Linked DNA regions of Mus musculus: all the other regions are linked to region 2. The links are chromatin contacts, called in public HiCAR-type and promoter capture Hi-C maps. All regions are on one chromosome and are shown on one strand. Each heading gives the region's core, a stretch centred on a gene start, on an enhancer-like site or on the middle of the called end of the contact. The rest is flanking DNA. Distances are from core to core; before and after follow the strand shown.

Region 1 (4,303 bases), core at 284-2,783, 1.7 Mb before region 2:
GCCCTGTTCATCAGAGGCCTAGAGTTTGTTTATGAAGTAGTCTATTTCTTGACATAAATTAAAACAAATATGCTGGCTTTTTAAAAAATAGTATATCTGCACAAAAGGAAATACAAGTTCTTAGCAGCATAAATATTAGCTCTTTGAGCAAGTCATGCTAGTTGCTAGTTTATCCATCTGTCCCATAGTGCCCTAAGAGGTTAAGTAAACAGTTAACGTCATTGCTTTTGCCAGACAACTGGTTTTTCTCCTAGCAAATGTCTAAGTTTCTTTTGAATTATTTTTTAAAGAGTTTAAGGAGATTTTTATTTTTATCCCTTTAAGAGTTTCATGGCTCTCCTGTGCTTTGTTCTTTCTCAAGCCTGGCTGTCTCGTGAGAACCAGCCAGCCTAATGTCAGCCACATAACGAATACGCCTATTGAGTCAGAGTACCATTCCAGCCTGAGACAAGAATCTTTTAATAGTGGTCACCTCTGTGAGGGATGAGAGTTGAACATTCAAATGTGACACCTGCAATTAGAAAAATCTCTGGTTTTGCCACAGCTATTTTAAAGATGAGGTAATTTGGGGAGTGTTGAAAAAGCAGCATTTATTCAAAACTTTCCATTGCAGTTAATTTATGCCCCAGTAGGTTCATAGTGTTCTGTCAAGAAACTTGCTGTCTGACCTTAGGGTCTTAAAGGGTTAATGTGACTGTTTATGTATTCATTTGTACTTGGTATCGAACCAAGGACCTTAAGTGTATTAAGCTGGCACTTTACCTCCGAGCATGGTTTTAAGCACATAAAAAGTGCTGGGGATAGAACCATAGCATGCTAGGCCTGCGCTCTGATTTTGTTACACTCCTTTCTCCTCTCTACTTCTTGTAACTTCACTGCCCCTGACATCACCTTCCTAGGGTCCAAGTGTCTTTGAACAAAAGAGAAAGCCGGGGATTTAGGGAGTCGGGTTTCATTTCAGAGCAGCACTGGCGATTTCATTAGGCAAGGTGCGAAAGGGCTCCTGCCAGGTAAAGCGCCGGAAAGTTACAAGTTGGGTTATTTTTTAACCGGCGTCCTACAAAACCGACGCCGTGTAGGTAGGTGTCTCCCTCGCTAACTTGTAAAAGAACTCCAGGTTCTTTCGCTCGCTCGGGGAGAGTTAGCAGGCTGAGAATCTGGCAGCCGTTCAACGACCCCGCCCTCGGAGTCCCAGGGGGGCTTCTTCGGGAGAGTGCGATTGTCTAGGGCGGAGGCGCGGCAGGGCAGGAAGGGAGCGGGGCAAGCCCCGAAATCACCCCCCGAAGCCGCCCGGCTCCCAGCGCGTGGAAACTTCCCTGGCGGCGAGCAGGGCGGGAGGGGGCGGCGGTTCCCCTCGGCGCTGAGAGCACCGTGCGCGCGAGGATCGGGGCGCGCGGCGGGCGCGGCGGCCGCCGCCTCCTCCCGTCCCCGCCTCCGCGGCGCAGCCTCCTCCCTCCGCCCCGCTCGGCCTCCGGCTGGCTCCCTCCCCTCGTGGCAGGCTCCGGCGGCGGCGGCGGCTGCGGCGGACGGGGAGGGCGTGCGCCGGCCGAGAGGTGTGGGCGACGAGGCTAGGGAAGTTTCAAGTGGAAGGTCGTCCGCCGGCCGGCGCGTCCCCTCACTCTCCTCCCGCAGCATCATGGCGGAGCCGAGCGGCTCGCCTGTGCACGTCCAGCTTTCCCAGCAGGCGGCCCCGGTGACAGCGGCGGCGGCGACGGCCCCGGCGGCCGCGACATCAGCACCAGCCCCGGCCCCGGCCCCGGCTCCGGCGGCGTCCGCAGCCCCGGCCCCGGCTCCAGCTGCTGCTCCAGCCCCGGCCCCGGCAGCTCAGGCGGTCGGCTGGCCCATCTGCAGGGACGCGTACGAGCTCCAGGAGGTTATCGGTCAGTGCGGAGGGTGCTGCGGGGCCGGTCCAGGCCGGGCGCCGAGACTGGGCGGGAGTGGGTGCGGGATGCGGTTCTCCTGCCTGCCTGCACGCCCAGAGGCAGAGCGGCCGGCTTCGGGGCCTACCGGCTTCAACAGTTATTTTATTGTCTTTTTTAATTTTTAATTTGTCCCTTCCTTCCCTGAGCGCGGCTGCTGCAGGAGGTGGCGCGGCGGATGTGACTCGCACTGCAGACGAGCTGCAGGCTGCAAACTTTTATCTCCCGGATCGCCGGGGCGGCGGAGCTGGAACCCAGTAACGCCGCATCCTCCTCCCCCCTCGAGCCCTGGGGCCGCAGCTCGTGGCCGCTGACCACGCGGATGGGCTGCCTGGGCGGGGTGGGGATGCGGGGGCGCCGCCCTGGGCTTCCGCGCCCCCGCGCCGTGCTGGGTGAAACGCGTCCTGGGAGACCCTGCGGGCGCAGCCGCGCCTCTGCCTCCTGCCATGACCTCTCGGTGGGTAGCCCAGCCACGTAGTAGTGGCAGAGGCCCAGGCGCCTGCCCAGACCAGGGAGGATGCTGGCCTTCTTCTGACAGCCGCCGCATGCTCGCCCTGCAACCCGGCTCTGCGCGCGGTGCGCCCGGTACCTGCCTCCCTCCTTGCGGGCGCGCCGCCTGCTGCCAGCCCCGGGGCCGGTGAGCGGCCGCGCTGGCCTTCTGCCCTGCTCCGGGAGGATCTGCTGGGGTGAAACTCGAGGCTGTCCACGATCCGCGCCCAGCCTTTCGGTGTCTCCTAGGCAGCTCACTAATACCATCTTATCTTACATTTTTAAATACCTGGCAAAGTCGAAAGGCAAGAAGCCCGCGTTACTTTTCTTTGAGCCAAACACGTGTAGGGCCAGGATATTTGTGGTGTCCTCTAGCTTAGAACCTTACCTAAAGGTTCATTCACTTAGAAGTTTTGTGCCTCACCGATGCTGCCAGGCAAAGTGGGCCCCATCATATAACCTTATGAACTCTGGACTGGGGATGTTGCTGGCTCATAATCTTGATATTTAAAGATGGGGACGGGGGGAAATTCAAGTTATCTTTTTCTTTCATTTAAAAAAGATTTCTCTATTTTTCCCTTGAACAATTATAATTAACATAATTAATATAATTTCACTAGACACTCAAAGGAACCCCTTTTATGTCGTGTGTGAATGAGACTTCCAGCAATGCATAAATATACATAAATATATACATACATATATATGTATATATGTATGTATCTATTTGTGTGTTTGATAGGCAGAAATGTGTATATGTGTAGTAATTATGTACTTTGGTATGCAAAGGCTGCTTATAGTCTTTATAGACATTTATAGACAAAATTCTCCTAGTATCTTTCATAACTTTTAGCTAAAGACTCTTCAGGGATGGATCTTGACGTTTCTGTCAGGATTTAATAACACCAAGAGCTTTCAAAGCCCAGAGTCCTCAGTGAAAACTATTTTAGCTTGGGATGTAAGGCTCTTCACTCTGAACTTCTTTGCTGCTCCTTGAGTTCTTGCATTCTCACAGTGATTGCTGATTGCTGTCATTGCAGGCTCTTCCCTACCATGCTCACACACACAATGGACATGCATATACATACATACATACATACATACATACATACATACATGTGTATTGATATTGAAGACTGAACCAGGACCATTCCTAGGGACCTTTACCTAGTCAGTCTTGCTCAGCGTCCAAGGACAAAGTGAATGTCTTTGGAGAAGCTCACACTTCTCCCAGGACATGTTAAGTGGCTCCTTCTGACCCCTTCTTTGTCTACTCTGCAGTCCCTATCCTCATTGTTATTGATTGCTCACCAAGTCTTGGGGCCTTCTAGGTTCTGTGCATGTGTTGGCAATGCAGGCAGGCATGATTAAATCATGTGCTGATGAGTTAGGAGATAAGGGAGAATGATCCTGTAGGATGTGCTGAGGGAGTGCTCGGAGACGGAGGGAGACAGATACTCTGCATGGCAGAGACTGGCTGATTCTGCACTGAAGTCCCAGTAAGAGCTTGTAAGGTGCTGAGTTATTCCTGCTGCTGCCTTCCGTAAGCAACTCTGAATTGAGTTGGTTGGTCTCTCCCACCACACAGTTTTCCCTAGGATCCAGAGCAATTTACATACAACTAATTTATATTCTCATATTGTTAATCATTAGGGTTAAAATGTAAGCCTTGACTCTGGGAACAGTATTTTGAGCTGGCTTCTTTTGTGAGTTAAGGAATAAAATCTTTTTAGTTTAAGTAGGATTAATTACAAGGCCTTCTCTGCTTGTGGCATCAGTGTTAATTATAGTTGGTTGATTTTTAGTGAAGAGGAAAGATTTACCTGGGGGATTCAAGAACAGAAAGGCCTGCTAATTTCATTTCTGGTTCTACACATTGTTCAGCTTTTCTATGA
Region 2 (4,408 bases), core at 83-2,582:
TCTGCATTAGGAAAACATCTGATGCCCATGGAAGGCAATTCTCCTCCCACTATAGGATAACTCCATTTAAACCAATTTTAAAGTTATACACACACAAGCATTCACACACACACGCACATGCACACACACACACATGCACACACACAAATACACACACACACACACACACACACACACACACACACACACACACACACTGCTATAGTAATTTTTCCATATGATATTTGCCTAGCTTTGAGAATGTTTTACAAAATATTTGTGGTTGGAAATAATAAAAGATAGATAGGATTGTGTTGGTAAGCATGGCAGATTGCCCCCAAGACAATACTTTGCACACTAAGAATTGCATTTGTAATAACACTACAAAATGTGGGCAAGAAAAACTGGAAATCCATGTACCATCTTTGAGAAAGAAGTCAAGTGGATATTTGGCATTGCAAAATTGTTACTTTTATTTTTAGATTTGATAATAGTACTAGATTAAATTCTGTAAAATATTTTTTTATTCATGGACATATGCTGATTTTTAACAAACCATAGTTTTAATAAATCCTGGACAAAATAGGATTATACAATGAATGGTCTATGTTGTTTCAAAACCTCTGCTCCATCTCAGAAAACAAACAAACAAACAAACAAACACATCTTCCCTAAACCCCTCAGAACACATTCTAGATGTAGAACATGCCGATTTTTTAAAAGAACAATAACAGTCTCCTCTGTGCCTCACTTATCTTCCAGTGGCTAGAGTATGACACAAATATGCAATGGTTTTTGTCTTCCAATAAAGTACCTCCTAAGCAGTTGCACACCTGCACAGAACAGCATCCACTGCAATGTCCAGTTCCCATCCTGAAGGCTGACAGTGCAGGCTGACATTTTAGCCCCATGTGTTCTACTGGGCAGCCAGACCAGTGTAGGGAAAGCTTTCTGCAGATCAGGACCCTGCGTTTGCCATCCTCCCCTTAATATACTTCCCTCCCTTTTTCTACACACTCAGTGGCATACAAACACACAATTTAGCGTCATCCTGCTTTTGCTGTTCTCCCACATTTTAGACCTTTCATGTCTTTGCCCAGCTCTCTCCTCTCTTCACAAAATCCTAATCCCCCTTGACCGACTGGATCCTTCCCAGGGAGCAGGGGAATGCAAAGCCACTGCTGAAGCTGTTATTGCCTCTGCAGCTGGGTCTCTGTCAATATCAGCCGCCCACGCTTATCTAGCTTCTAGAGTCACAGACTGGCCTGGAGATGAGGGTGGGGGAGTGGCCAAGAGAAGAGAGGCAGGAAGGGAAAGGAAACAAAAACAGCTACAAGGCTTGCTAGGCATCTGTCTGTAGGTGGTCTCTGGGTCTGTGGAGCTAGCCTGGTGGCTGAGTGTTTAGCTGGAAGCAGCAGTGGACCGCAACCACATTGCAACAACCTCCGTAGTAGAGATCTGAGAAGACAAGCCCAGGAGAGCAAAGGGCTCTCGTGAGCCTTGCATCTGGGGTTCTTGCTGGAGTTTTAGTGAAGACTAGCATTTGACAGCAAGTAAGTACATTTTTTTTTTTATCTTTTAGTGACAATTCCAGGATTGGGGATAGCTCATGGCTGTACCCCGCTTTTCCGTCCCATTTCACCCGCCCCACCCCGTGTACAATCTTTGGGAAATGTTTGAGAATCAAAAAGAACAGTAATATCTAGACCTGAACTAACAGTTGCAAGGTGGGTGCTTGCTTTGCATGTGTGGTTAGGTATATCACCCAGGTAAACTGAAACCAAGAGATAATCTGTTTCTGTAAAATTTCTAGAACTCCCTAGGAAGTGATGGTCAGAACAGATGAAGCAGGTTATGAGAGTTGGACTATACTATTAAGGAATTCAGACTCTGTATTTTGGGTAATATTGCACATTCAAGAGTGGAACTTTTGAAGTGCCAACCTCAGTATTAAAACAGATGAGGAATGCTATTGGAATTGGTGTGTCTCTCTTGAGCAGATTGGAGTTTGACAGTATTTGATTCAACATGGCTTACATTTTATTTGCTGTATTATGTGATCTCTCAAGCACGTTCGTTGCTTCTAGACGTCTTTTTCCTTTCGGATGATGCTATTCTGGTTGTGATACCTCCAACACTTACAAAATTATCAGAGCAGTGCTAATGCTGGATCCATATAATCGTCTCAGCTGATGGACTTGTTCAATGTGCCATGTGGATTTTGGTCAGGAAAAACTGAAATAGAAGGGTGAAAGTATTTTGGTAGGCGTTTAGAGAGAATATAAAGCACAGTAGAAGGAACCTGCTGTGGAGTGTTCAGAATCCTGGCACCTTGCCTGCCATGACTAGCCCTTAGGTGCTATTATCAGCTGCTACTTTTACAAGTAGTACAGCCAAGATCCATAAGAAATAAAAGCCCCTTTCCTCTTCTGTGGGCTTCTTTCACTCACTTTACAGTTACCCTCCTACTTTCATATTCTGAGTAATAATTGGACGAATTGTTGGGCTATCTACTAATTGAACTAGAATCCCAGCCGTAAAATTTGGGGAATTTAGAATTATAATACTTCATTTGCATTTGGTGTAACAATATGAATTGTTAATATATTCTTAACGTCATCATAATTTGTTCTCCTGACTTTTAAAAATGACATTTAACTAATTCCTGCTGAGAACTAATACAGACTATGTGAATTGTATTATGAAAGTAATCATTTGTGTAACTATTGCATTTTCCCTAATTTACCAGTGTGACTCCCATTTGAACTGTAGCATCCATATGGAAAGATGGGGTCTTTAGACAAACTGTTCTAGAATTACACGAGTAAGAGAAAGTTGATTATGCCTCTCATCATGCATACCCTTGAAAGGATAGTATAACCTGTAAGAGTTCATCCTTCTAAATGGTGTACAACTCATATTATAGCTCTCTTAGGTCTACTGTAAATATGATCTATCCTTTATCTCTTTTTAATTTCAAATTTTGCTTTTGGTATATGGCCTTACTTTATGAGTTAAAAATATTAAACACAGCAAGTAGACCATTTGGAATTTATTTGATATAATTATTAATATGGATTCAATCAAGTTTAGGCATTAAAAATCCTTGGTTTCGGATATTCATTATTCAGTCTTACAGTTCTGCATAGGGCAACCTGAGCTCCCCTTTACTCATGGGTATATCTAAAATCACAGAATTAACTGAAATTGGTCATGAGACTATGAAATAGGGGTTATCTAGCCTTGGATGATATGTTAGGGACCTGTCCAGCTGCTTATCAATCTCACCTGGAGAAGTGGGGTAAGAACCAAACATGTGGGCACTGGACATTCTGTCTCTTGGTTCTTGTGGAGCAAATAAATGGACAAGGTATGATATGTGCTATGATTGAAATTTCTCAACTGAGGTGATGCATGTCTTATCAGATTAGAAATGGAGAGTCATCCACCACAAGTTCTGGTGCACACATATAAGAGATACACAGGATAAAGACAGACAGACAGACAGAGAGAGAGAGAGAGAGAGAGAGAGAGAGAGAGAGAATAGAAAGTCAATATCCTGCCTTTCCTTGGATAAGAATTGTGCTAATGCTTCCAATTCTAACCCTCACTGGAGTAAGCTCTGCATGTCAGAGCAGGACCCAGAGATTCACACACAACTCTCTCTAACCACAATTTAAACCTTGTCTTCAGAATTTATGGTAGAATCATTTGTTCACAAGAGACATTCTTTCAAATATATATTTAATCTTTGAAATTATAATATAATTACAGTATCTTACCCCCTTTGCTTACCTCATTTTTACCTCATTACCCTTTTTATTCCCACCTCATTGCTTTCTCACAAATTCATTGTCTCTATATCTTAAATTATTGTTACATTTTTGGGATTCTGGCCTTTTATTTTCACAAGCCAATATTAATGCTGATCATGAGACTATCTGTAACTCCTACCAACCTCCACTGACTGTTAGCAAAGATTCTTTCTTCCCATGAGCTTAATTTGTAAAACAGTCATCATTTCCCTTGTATCAGCCTTCCTCTCTCCTTTATCTCCTGGGTGATATAACATCAGATAGGCAAAGTCTTACCTCCCAAACATTGAAAGATGGAGCCTTTGGCTTTGAATAGAACGCTTTCATATGATGGTTGCTATGGATATGCTCTGTCATATCTCTTGACTCAGTTAAGGTTCTGATTTGCATATATTTATGTGGTTACTGCTTCTTTCTTTATAAACCAGGATCTCTCTTATTGTACTCTGTTCTCCTATACCAAACAATAAAGTCTTCCTGTTGTTGGTCCAGCTTTGTAGATTCAGCTCACTCTGCTGATGATAGCTGAAAATAACTGGGGATAGCTCCATAGCAGGGTCGAGTATCAATCTCATTGTGTAGGTGTCAAAGTTCTTGACTGAAAGAAAAGTTAA
Region 3 (4,234 bases), core at 1,260-3,759, 1.6 Mb before region 2:
AACATTTGGACATTGGTAACTTAGAATTAAATGGGCTAAAAAACCACAATAAAATATAAAGATAACTCTATTACATACTGCTCTTACTTCAAAAGAGTTTAGATAAAACCCAAGACATTTTCTATTCTGGGATTTTGAAATGTGTTTATGTTTTCAGTGCAATTAAAGGAAACGGCGACTTTTTGTACCTGTTTAGTAGAAAACATCCTATGGTTTGGTGAGCTTGCCTGGCCCATGGCCTCTGATAGCATGCTCTGCAGGGTAGAGAATGGCAGGTGGCAGACAGCAGGGCAAGCCTGGCATATTTCTGAGACGCTCCACGAGTGTGTTTACAGCCCATCCATCACTACCTAGGGCTCAGCAGGGAGAGATGGGAATTGATATCAGAATTGATGAGCCACGTGGAACATAAAATAAGGTGGATTTTTTGTTGTTGTTGTTGTTTTCAGATTTTGGAGTAAGCGCATTCTTAGCCACAGGGGGTGATGTTACACGGAATAAAGTCAGAAAAACATTTGTTGGTACCCCATGTTGGATGGCCCCTGAAGTCATGGAACAGGTAAAAAAAATATTACCTTGGTTGTTATAGTACAGGAATACATATCACTAATATAGCTTTTTTTTTTTTTTTTTTTTTTCGAGACAGGGTTTCTCTGTGTAGCCCTGGCTGTCCTGGAACTCACTTTGTAGACCAGGCTGGCCTCGAACTCAGAAATCCGCCTGCCTCTGCCTCCCAAGTGCTGGGATTAAAGGCGTGTGCCACAACGCCTGGCTAATATAGCTATATTGAATGTGTCTAATTAATCTAACATAACACAGATCTGATGCACTGCATGCAGGTGTTAATATTTCATTTCAATCAATTATTATCGTAGAACATGTCATACATACAGTGTAGATTTAAATTCCTGATTGCTAGCTAGCCCTTAGCAAGCCACACTGACATTTTATAAACAGCTTTGGCTATCTGACACAGTAGTAGATGTACTGATGTGTAACAGGCCTGCTACATGATTGTGAGTGATTTGTTTTCTTCATCTTCTTTTTCCTTTTTAGGTGAGAGGCTATGACTTCAAGGCTGATATGTGGAGTTTTGGAATAACTGCCATTGAATTAGCAACCGGAGCAGCGCCTTACCACAAATACCCTCCAATGAAAGTAATGACGCTGGGGAGACTCGTAGGGTTGGGACTGTGATGGGTTGGTGGAGGGTGGGGATGGGGGGGCATAGCTTCTTCAGATCTCCTGAACATGCTTATTTTTTGCTTAGACTTGTGAGGGTTTTCGGGGGAATTCGGCCAAGTTGAAGGCTGACTCACGTTCTCTAGTGCTGAGTTGACAGAACTGGTGCATGCCAGGCGCTCTGCCTCAGTGCAGTGTCGAGCAGCTAGCTGCCTGCCTCTGCCTTACCGACTCCTGAAAGAGCAGGATGATCTTAGGTCTCCCAGCACGGTCTAAGAGTGTATTAGAGTGAGGGCTGTTCCATTTGCAGATGGGTCCCAGGCTGCTTCCTTTTTTCTTTCGAAAATAAAGATCGTCTATTCCATTTTGAGCCCGCGCCCAGAGCGTGGTGTTGTGGCTCATCTGATGGAGTGAGTCACGGTGTTTTGAGGCACCATATACTTTGGGTACTATTTTCAGGTTTTTGTTATTCTCCTATCTGCTCTACCTCTGAGATAGCGGCAGCGTTTCTAATTTCCCCCAAGTAGACTTTGTCTTGAGGCTGCCGTTGTTCAGGGCAAATGATGAAGATGTTTCATCAAAACTCTGGTCTATGCTGGTTTTATTTTTCAACTTTTCGTCTTTAGAAATTTTAAAAGGACAGAAATCTGTTCATAAATAGATCCACTAACTCTAGCGGTGTTTATAAAATGTGCAGTGGGGGTGGAGCCTAGGGATAGAGCCAGTGCTTAGGGAATGTGAGGTTTGGGATTGAACCCTGTTTGTTTTCCAAACTCCCCCGCCCCCCACCCCCACCCGCACCTCCATGTACTTTCTTATTGTAGGAAACTTCATAGTGCCAATAGAAAGAGCAAAGAACAAATGATCTCTGTTAATGTTTTAGTGGTGTTACTTTCCTACTTCAAAACAAAACAAAACAAAACAAAAAATAAACCCTATTTTTTTTAATGGTTTTCCCAGGACTTCCTCAGGCAGAGCAGATAGTATTGCTGAGTGTACGCCCCACACCCTGTTTTATGCCTATTTCTGTCTAAGATTTTAATATAGTTAAAATGTCAATGATATACTCAATGCATGTATGTGCACCTCTTGATGATCTTTTTTAAGCAGAAAATTTGACGTTGACATGTAAAACATAGAAGAGATTTTTTTTTTTTAATGGAACATATACCAGAGGAACTCGAGAACCTCATCCTTTATCCATCATTTATGTTCTCTGTTTCTTTGTCTCCCGGTCTCCCCTGTTTTTCCCACATGAGTCTGGAGAGGCACTTGTTAATCCCAGCTTGTCGCTCACCGGGAACTTCTTTCAGGAGCTCACAGGAAGCCACATTCTCCTTCTGGCTGTTGTCTTCACAGACAACAGTCACTTTTAACATCCATCTATTCACACGCCTCAAAGTCTTCCAAAGGAGTCTTGACACATAGAGCATTTGCATAAATTAGGCCTGATTTATGCATTAAGGAGGTTCATTCATTTTGTAGGTCAATAGCATGCTATACAGTCTACTCGCTTTTAAATAAATGCTCCGCTTAGTGTGAAAGTTGAATTATTTCCTTTTTGACTTGAAACTGTACTTTGTTTAGTTTTTTTTGTAACTTATGATTATGATCCCGACCATCAGTATCTTATTCATTTTTTTTAACCAGTCCCCTATAGCAGTTTTCTCATGTTGTGTTCCCTTTACCTCCTGGGAAGCCCTGGCTTTATTTTTAGGGCTGCTGCTGATATGTTGCGGGGGCGGGGGGGTGGGGGATGGGGGGTGGGGGGGGAGTATATCAGGTTCTTTGCTTATGAATGGCCTTCACACTTGAATGTCCCTTTGTCTCCTGACCACCACTCTTTCCCAATCAGCCTGTGCTGCAGCTACGTGTTCCCTGAGGTCCCGGGAGAGCCAGCGACTTCCCAGGAAAGATTTTTTCCTGTGGCTTTGAGAGACCATTCTTAACGCACAGAACAAATTTTATAAGTTCTGTCATTGAGAATAACCCAAAGGATAAGGAGGGCGTGGGCAGATATGCTAGGAAAAGTGTGTCCCTTTCAGCACGCGACCTTAGGACCATTAAAGTCATGGGGGAAGCACGTCTGCAGTGCTTTGTGTGGAAACGCTGAAACTTCCACCGTCATTCAACAGAGGGCGGCTCCTCCTTTGTTTTGGCTGCAGGTGCTAATGCTGACTTTGCAAAATGACCCGCCCACTTTAGAAACTGGTGTAGAGGATAAAGAAATGATGAAAAAATACGGCAAGTCCTTCAGAAAGTTACTGTCACTGTGTCTTCAGAAAGATCCTTCCAAAAGGTATGCCACTTTTGGAGTGGGAGCGAGTGCCGGCCTTTGAGTTTCCGCAAAGCTGTGTTTGTGGATGAGAAGAACCTACATTAAGTCTGGCCTCTGTGCACCATCCTGTTAGTGGGAGGAAGCCTGAGGCTGCGGGGGGGGGTGGGGGGTGGGGAGTGGGGGTGGGGGAGAAGCCGGTGTAGCACTAGGGGGAGGGGGCAGGACTGGAGGAGGGTGAGGGGGGAAGAAGAAGCCATGGAGGTGGAGGAAGAATTGATCCTGCTTGCTTGGGGTAGGCAAGTAGGTACTGTCACCAAGAGAAAGTGACAAAGCAGATGTCAGAAGACGCTGGCAGGGGCGAGGGCAGCCGAGCTTGCAACCTGCACTAGGTAGGCTGAGCTGACCTCCCAGGACATCCGGCTAGCTCCAGTCTAAACCAGGCCAAGTTACTGAATTTTGCATGCGCTTCCTTTTAGTTGCAGAACAAGTTGTCTGTGCCATTAACAGATTAGCAGCAGATGAAAGTTTACCTAGAAAGATTAATCCTGTGAGCGGAAGCAAATGGCTTTAAATGAACTTAGTGTTTACTCTGTAGTCTTAATGTTACTGCCCTGCACGGGAACAACTGTCATTTTGAATCTGTTTCTTCCTTTTTAATCCCGGGACTTTGAAATACCCCTGGCATAGACAGTGGAACCCAGAACCCTTTATCATCTACAGGAGAGTTTTAGTGCTGCGCATCAGCGGCAAGCCTATGCCTTGTATAGATTTGGC

What was found. Promoter capture Hi-C pulls out the DNA fragments that hold promoters and counts their contacts. HiCAR-type assays count read pairs that join an accessible place to other places.
Region 1: a contact with region 2 is called in a HiCAR-type map of fibro-adipogenic progenitors, with 8 times the contacts expected there. The contact joins the promoter of Stk39 here to the promoter of Scn7a in region 2. A contact is called at or near these places in 3 of 39 promoter capture datasets (the C10 cell line, hippocampal neurons and liver) and 2 of 115 datasets of contacts at active chromatin or transcription factors (astrocytes and fibro-adipogenic progenitors).
Region 3: a promoter capture Hi-C map of hippocampal neurons shows a contact between it and region 2, with 5 times the contacts expected there. The contact joins the enhancer-like site here to the promoter of Scn7a in region 2. A contact is called at or near these places in 5 of 39 promoter capture datasets (the C10 cell line, hippocampal neurons, liver and 1 more) and 1 of 115 datasets of contacts at active chromatin or transcription factors (astrocytes).

What each region holds. Positions count from the first base shown.
Region 1 is chr2:68,469,211-68,473,513 of GRCm38.p6, reverse strand. It overlaps Stk39 (serine/threonine kinase 39), which reads left to right and starts at 1,533. Exons shown (of 18, transcript NM_016866.2): 1 at 1,533-1,880. The coding sequence starts at 1,637. It overlaps Gm13596 (a long non-coding RNA gene), which reads right to left and starts at 550. Exons shown (of 4, transcript XR_866392.3): 1 at 1-550.
Region 2 is chr2:66,781,834-66,786,241 of GRCm38.p6, reverse strand. It overlaps Scn7a (sodium channel, voltage-gated, type VII, alpha), which reads left to right and starts at 1,332. Exons shown (of 25, transcript NM_009135.2): 1 at 1,332-1,532.
Region 3 is chr2:68,365,321-68,369,554 of GRCm38.p6, reverse strand. It overlaps Stk39 (serine/threonine kinase 39), which reads left to right. Exons shown (of 18, transcript NM_016866.2): 6 at 450-559; 7 at 1,057-1,158; 8 at 3,348-3,481. Among named protein-coding and RNA genes, the nearest start is that of Stk39, 100 kb to the left of the region's middle. Within about 2 kb of position 2,509, at least 45 of the 459 cell types and tissues checked have an H3K27ac peak or open chromatin away from gene starts, as enhancers often do. A contact at or near this core is called in hippocampal neurons, where this site is marked.